2 separate regions of the Anas platyrhynchos genome follow, and region 1 is linked to region 2. A link is a contact called in public Hi-C data. All regions are on one chromosome and are shown on one strand. The core of a region is the stretch at or near the end of the contact, and the rest is flanking DNA. Distances in the headings are between cores, read along the strand shown.

Region 1 (3,866 bases), core at 461-2,960, 55 kb after region 2:
TTTGCTCTACTGGGTGGTTACAGGGCACAGTGGTAAAGCAAGCCCTATATTCCCTAATGGTGTGGCAGATGAAATACAGTGGAGTGGCAGGTGAGGATCTCTGAGGAGGAATGATCGAGTTTGTAAGCATCGTCTTTGTTGAGTCTATCATCTGACGTTAATTGAGAGACATTTTAAGGCTGCTTTTGCCTTAAATAGGCCAAGTGCAGCTACTGCTGTAACTACAGAGAGCTCGCAGATACCTCAGGTTGTTGCATCGACTGAAAGAAGCTTGGAGGAAACGCTTCAATGTGACTATTTCAGAAGGGTTGGTTTTGTGTGTGTGTTTTTTCTCAACCTCTCCTTAGTATTTGTGTTTGTTTCCTTGACCTCCATTGTCTTTGCTTCCTGCAGTTGTGACAAGTAAACTCATTTGTTATACTCTGAAAACCCTTGTGAGAAATAGGTCCATGGAAACGTCGGGGGTTTGTAAGGCTTTGCATAGGTGTCTTCCTATTTCTGCCCTTCTCATTCCTCATCGATGGTCTCGAGAAACCCTGCTACAGGGTGTTGGCCAAGTCTGAGATCAGGACTCCCTCTTGTGGTACCAGCTCTGCCAGGCTCACAATGTGATTCTTTCTCAATGTTGGTTTCCTTCGCTCCTGTTCCTACTGCCTCTAAAAGCCTTGATTTAGGGCCTTGTTGGTGACTGGCGGATGTATGATTATATTACAATTGCTACATTTGATATGTACTAAATTGAGTTCATTGTGATCATCGATAACGCTGATAAAGTAGAGCTGTGTGTTTTGTATCCCTACAGGTAGCTCTTGAATTTGCCCATGTATTTTAATGTTATGTCAAGATGTGGAATAGGGAAGAATTGCAGAATTCATCCACACAGCTGCCAAGGAGAAACACTTGATATATTAAATCATATCAATAGTAAGGAAAAGCACATCAATGTTCACTTTGGTTTTGCTTTAAGGGGCATTCTTTGTCTTCTCTTATTTCTTCTTCTGTCTGCTAAATAACTTGAGCAGACACGTCTCTTAGTTAAGAAATGCCATGCGCTCACTGTGCTCTAATTATCACGAACAAACCAGAATGCATCAGGCACCAGAGGTCTCTGCTCCCACTTTGTTGTGTGTGTGGCATCACTGGCAGTGGGAGTTGCTGGCTGCACGTCCAGAACATTATTCATCAATGCTCTCTGACAGATAGAGTCAAGTAAGTGGGACAAGGTGTGCTGCTCTGCTGAGTAACAGCAAGTTGAAGGGCATCTGTTAGAGGTATACCGCATTTTGTTAGTTGTGAAAACACTAACATAAATATATATGACTTTGGGACAACCATTTAGGTGGAGGAAAAAACTAGAAGGAAGCAATTGCTTGCTACAAAGCATTGACTATTTGATTCTGAGGGGCACGAGGTCAGTGATAATAGAGCACTTGCCTTCCCTGCCAAGGCAAGTATACTTGTGTTAACTAGTGTTAGCCTGGCCACTTGGTGAATGCAGTTTGGTTTGCAGTGGCAGAGTGGTCTATACTCTGTATGTATGCTCTGTCTGTATGGTTGGTTTAAATGCTGTTTGGGGTGTTGGTAATCAGCTTGTAGACTGCTGTCACAACAGTGGTAGGCAGCAGTGGGATTTCATTGTGGCAGGCGCTTTTGGAGCTGCAGGAATTGGAAAGGTTTGTCCTGAGGATGGATCAGTCATCGTTGCCCAGCAGTGTGCCATGCCAGGTAGCCAAACACTGCTCAGAGCCTGCTGCTGGTAGGAAATTTCTGCTTTTTGTTGTTCACTCTCTGCTAAGGAAGCTCTTGTTTTGGGTAGCTCCTGTCCAGCTTCCAGCGTAGTAATGCTCTTGTACAAAAACAGTGCCATTGCTCCAGAATTGTGCTGATTCTTCAAAAGATCAGGCTTCCATCTCATATTTTTCTAAGCTGGCTTGCTTACTTTGCATTCCATTCTTTATTTTGGAGTTTTAACGAACTTGTTCTTGGCAGTATAAAATGGGATGAAGCCAGATTCAGTTTGAAATGCCTTTGTGGCATAAATAATGAATGAATAGTGTATTCCATTTAAAACACAGAAAGCTTGCTCTGGTGCCCTCCCTGCCACTGGGATATTTGCCTGTGTTTGTGCTGCCTGCTTCACAACAGAATTACAGGAAACAGTCACCTCGGGTTAAGCCCATATATAGTTCCTTAGTAACCCTAAAATAGTGTTTCTGCCATAATGGATTTGTTTCTTTGTTAGATCTCCTATTTATTAAAGGCGATAATCAGTTAAAAGGCTAAACTCTATCAACCCTACCTCTCTATTCCTTTCTATTTCTGTAGCAAAGTTAGTCTCTGCAGTAATTTAATGATTTTTAATTCCCCTGAGGCACTATTTTTCAAATTAATGATTTAACAGATGTTTTATTCTAGAACTTAAATATCAGAATATACCTGAAGTGTACATACAGGTTGTCAGGTGCAGTAATGAAACAAGGTGCAAAAGTACTTTGGTATAAGTAATATCAAAATAATTATGTAACTTTCAGAGGTTTCTGTACGTGTTTGCATATACGAGGTACAGTATGAAGCTGATATGCAGACTGCTCTCCTTACTGTTGAGTTTTTAAGGCATGCACTTGTCATTACAGATTTTTTAGGGGCATCTGAAAGCTGCTAGGCTTTCTTCACAGCTGCATCATGTTTTGAGGTTTACATTCATTTTGTGATTGAATAAAAGCCATCCTTTCTTTTGTCTTTTTTTTTTTTTTTTTTTACCCTTCATCCATTTGAGCAGGAAAGTCTGTTTTTTGGCCAAAAAAAAAAATCATTTAAAAAATGATGGTATCATACCGATTCCATTCCTGTACCCCATTTCTCAGAGACGGTCAGATATGGTATTTGATACATCTTAAATAAAAATAAAATTAATTCTGTTAGCAAAACTCTGCTTTTTAAGTTACACTGTATTAAATAAAACGTACAGTTTTGATTCTTCTGCTTTACTATGGATTGAACTTCTTAATGTTATTTAGGAAGCAGCAGTAGATATAACAGTGTTGAAATGATCGTAATCTTTGATAACTAGACAATAATAAATAATTGACTTCCATTGTTGGAAGTTAATTGAATTCCTTTTTTGTATACATGTTGTGTCCAATAACCCGCTGTCCTGAGGATAACAGGGAGGATTTTCTGTTATCATCTGTGGCTTCTTTGTTTTGTCCTTCTTCAGATTACCAGAGCTAAAGCCCTTGAGAACTGAGGATAACAATAAAAACAATCAAAGAAAGGATAGTATTAAAATAGCAATAAATGATTTTGCTGTGCTTGTGATGCCTCTTAGAGGCACGGGCTGGGTTTCGTTGCTGTTCCACTTCTCTGAGGTACTAGAATTTTCCATGGCCAAGTGGCATGTGGTGGCATGGTCCCTTTTACTCCGTGTGGAGGTCAACGAGAGCAGGCCTAAAGCTGGGGTCCAAGTGATAGATAGCCTGCAGTCCTAACAGCGTGGGGAGTAGCAACATTTCTGTTTTAACCAAACTTTGTGTGTGTCACTGTGGAAGGAGCAGTCAAGGCCCAGGGGTCACTCTCCACCTGCCACCCAGGCCCACAGAGAGGCCTAGGGCTGAGTTTCGGTTCCCTCTTCCCAACCTTCCTGCCCCTTCCCCACTGTGTGAGGAAATGAGAGCGGTGATGCAGGGATGTCACCGCAGAAGCTCCTTTAAAAAAAAAAAAGGGGGGAAGGGTTTTTTTCAAGTTGAATTGTGGAATCTCAAGGTGAATAATTTTGGCTGAGGTGCCCAGTTCAACCACGTTGCCATCTGAGTCAGCAGGGCTGCACTGCCTTAGTTCCCTCCTTGGCCATTGCTGTCATCCTGGTC
Region 2 (3,618 bases), core at 650-3,149:
TCCTGGTGCATCCATGTCTGTATTGCTACCACTGACCTTATCTCCTGCCTCTTATTGATTTATTGTTCTCTCCCCCTGTTTTCTGAGCAATTTGACGCAGGTGCTATAGAGAGGGATTTATATGAAACATCTCCTCATACTACCCCTTTCCTGCAATGCAGCAGCAATCCATTGTCTGCTCTGGGTTGGCTGTTCACCTCGCCGGTGTGTCTGCTATGAACCACTTGCCTTAGGCGTACTGTAGGCAGGACCAGGAGTTTGTGCTTCAGTTGAAAGGAGCGATTTTTATCTGCACCACTTGAAGCTTCAGCCTGCACGTTTCTTCTCTTGGGATCCAGCTCATCATTTTCTTTGTCCCGGTGCCATTACAATCATGCTATCAAGGACGTATAATGGGGCTTTTCTTAGCTGTGACTTCTGTGTCGCACACGAAACCAAGGTAACCTTGCAAGTGGAGTGATGCCAGCTCTGCTTGTCTTGTGATGTTTGCGTGTCGCTTCTGCCTCTGCACAGGACAGCCTGTCCACCTGGGAGGTTCACGTGAAGAAAGCAATGTAGGAGCTACACCATGCTGAGGCCCCTACAGCAGCGTATTAGAGCACATGGAGTGTGAGGTAGATGTCTGTACATGAAGTTACTGACACACACTACCTCATGAGACACCAGATCCCAGCACATAAGCCTTTGCCCACCTCTCATCCTAACAAGCCATGTGGGCCCTGTTGTTCCTTTCTGTCAATTTAGAGTCCTGGACAGGAGAAATTTACTCTGAGTCCCTACGGCTCATGGCCTTCCTCAGCTGTGGTACTTTCTGCTTATCTCTGACAGGATTTTTCCTGTCACAGCCACTATGTGTGACCCGAATAGCAGGTTGGTTACCTCCATAGTCATCTTCTTCTGCTACATACATGAAGTCTTTCTTCTGCAGTCTTCCCTTCCTCTGTGACATTTGCTTGTGTTTGCTGAAAAGCACCCATTGATTTCTTTTTCTTCTAGAGGTAATTTTTAAGCTGCTCTCAGTCTCCTGGCTGGCTCATGGAAGGCTCAGACAAGCACAAACACTGTCATATGGGAAACAGCAAGACCACATAGCTGGGGGCAAGGGATGGAGGGGCTGCCTACAGCGGCAGCTTGCCATCCCTGCAGCTTCACTGCTGCGTCAGGCTGTGCCCACGTTGTGATCCAAGCGAAGTCAATGTGCAGAGTGTGACCTTGTACATAGACATCTGCATGAGAACAGGAAATCGGTGCTGCTGCGACTGATCTTTTCTTTTTCTGAAGCGTTTCCAATTTCTGATCCTTTGTATCTATAGGAACAGACTGAGATCTGGCACAGCACTCAGGCACAGAGAGTGAAGATGATACAGCTTCGGTGCTATATTGTTTTCCCTGATAATCACAGAATTACAGAATGGTTTGGGTTGGAAGGTACCTCAAAGATCACCCAGTTCCAACACCCCTGCCATAGGCAGGGATGCCACCCACTACATCAGGCTGGCCAAGGCCCCATCCAGCCTGGCCTTGAACACCTCCAGGGATGGGGCAGCCACAGCTTCTCTGGGCAACCTGTGCCAGGGCCTCACCACCCTCTGAGGGAAGAATTTCTTCCAAATATCTAATCTAAATCTTCCCCTCTTTTAGTTTAAAGCCATTCCCCCCTTGTCCTATCCCTACACCCCCTGACAAAGAGTCCTTCCCCAGCTTTCCTGTAGGCCTGCCTTTAGGCACTGGAAGGCTGCTGTAAGGTCTCCCCAGAGCCTTCTCTTCTCCAGGCTGAGCAACCTCAACTCCCTCAGCTTGTCTTTGTAGGAGAGGTGCCTCAGTCCCCTGATCACCTTTTTGACCTTCTTTAATCCTGTCAGCCTGCAAACTGTTCCTTCCAAGCTCTGACAGCACAGGTCATACCTGCACCGCTCCTCAGCAACTCTGGTAAAAAGGATTTTAAAACAAACTTGCTGCCCCATCACAGCTGTGTGCCCTTACATTGCTACAAGGGAGAACCTGGATCTTAAACCCTGCCAGACCGTGCAGCAGGACAGCCCTGTGTGCCACTAAATCCTGCCTGTCCCCATGTTGGGTGTTTTAAGGGAGAACCCTGAATTAGCAGGACAGCATGAAGACAATGCAGAGCAAAAAACACGTTGTTTATTGCAAAATTGGCACCAGAAGTCACTTTGTCATATCAGGAGTGGGGGAGGAAGGAGTGTGGTATCCCACCAGTGACTGAGCTTACCAAACCTCGCAGAAAGACAGGCCTGTTATCTGACTGTAAAGAGCTGATGCTGAAAGATGATTTCTGCAGATACACTGTCTGCATGCTTAGCTCCATAGTACTAGTCACAATATTAAGTTTCATGTTGTTGGGGGATTTCATACATAGGAAATCTTGTGCAAGGCCATTTGCTGTGTCATAAAACCTACAACACTTCAGCCTTCTCTATGTGTAAAAGAATATAGTACTTATTCTATTAAAATATTACATTAAGAAAATCTATTACAGGGGAAGCCAAGCAGTTGCTCTTATTCACAGCTTACTCAACTCACACTATTTTTCATCAACACTTTTCTGTAAATCGCTGAGAAGATGGAGCTATTCGGCTGTTTCCTTATGCTTTCCAACAGGAAAACAAATGAAGCTTTTTAAATCCCGAACATGCTGTGACTAGTGGAAATGTGTGGGGAACATTATCTTAATCAGCCACCACCAAGCTTTGCCAGAAGTAACGTGATATCCGGACATACCTGTGACAGCAGTGGCTGTTGTGTTCCTTGGGGAAGATCTCTTCAGCTTGGGGCTGTTCTAAGGAACGGTGTCACGAATTGTTCTCTGGTGCACCCAAGATTTTCTTGAACTGGTAGGAGACTGAATGTGTCATGCAGAAACCCAGCATCCCTGCATCACACCTGCAGAACCAGCAATCACAGATGTAAGGACAGTTTGGATTTGAGTTTAGCTTGGGGCCTATATTTTGTGCGCAGTTTAAAAGCACTTCCAGTAAAATAATCCCCTTCTTATCCACCTAACCTTACAGACCTTTCCTTACACTTCTCAGCTGTAAAGAAGAAGCTTTTTATGGATATTTTGATGCTATTCAGTCTACCTCTAGTACCCTTCTCTCTTTTAAGTTTCTTGTTGTGGCAGCTAAACTTGCAGAGCTCTCTCCTGTTTTTTTTTTGTTTGTTTGTTTTGTTTTTGTTTTGTTGTTGTTGTTTTGTTTTGTTTTGTTATTGTTTTTCTAAAGGTGTTTCCTTGTGGCAATTCTGCCTTCCTTTGCCCTGTAGCACTTGGTGTTGAACTTCCTGGAGCCTGGGAAGCTTTAATTTAACATCAGCCATCGATCACAGCACAAGGGGACGGAGCGAAGCGTAATGGCCTGTAAAGTACAGGTCACACGTGGTGATATATGGGTCCCTTTTTAGCTTTGAGCTCTCTGAGTGGCAGGGAAGCATGAGGCCTCACGCTTTGGTTTGTCACTCCAAATCACCCCTCGAAGGGTCTCTCTGGGGCAAGCCGGGCTCCAGAGCCATGCACAGGTGTGAAGCAGCGCCTGCAGCAGCAGCAGGCTTCAGAAACTCCTTCTGCAGGGCAGGTGCTCCCCAGGGCCTGTGGAGTCCGGC

Evidence for each region. Hi-C and Micro-C count contacts between places; a contact is called where the count stands out from the background.
Region 1: a Hi-C map of subcutaneous adipose tissue shows a contact between it and region 2, with 2.2 times the contacts expected there. The contact joins two enhancer-like sites. A contact is called at or near these places in 4 of 8 Hi-C or Micro-C datasets (liver, skeletal muscle, small yellow follicle and 1 more).

The regions. Positions count from the first base shown.
Region 1 is chr1:177,648,296-177,652,161 of IASCAAS_PekinDuck_T2T, forward strand. All of the region lies in intron 1 of LRCH1 (leucine rich repeats and calponin homology domain containing 1), which reads left to right. Among named protein-coding and RNA genes, the nearest start is that of LRCH1, 53 kb to the left of the region's middle. Within about 2 kb of position 1,711, at least 1 of the 8 cell types and tissues checked has an H3K27ac peak or open chromatin away from gene starts, as enhancers often do.
Region 2 is chr1:177,593,057-177,596,674 of IASCAAS_PekinDuck_T2T, forward strand. No RefSeq gene overlaps it. Among named protein-coding and RNA genes, the nearest start is that of LRCH1, 2.7 kb to the right of the region's middle. Within about 2 kb of position 1,900, at least 1 of the 8 cell types and tissues checked has an H3K27ac peak or open chromatin away from gene starts, as enhancers often do.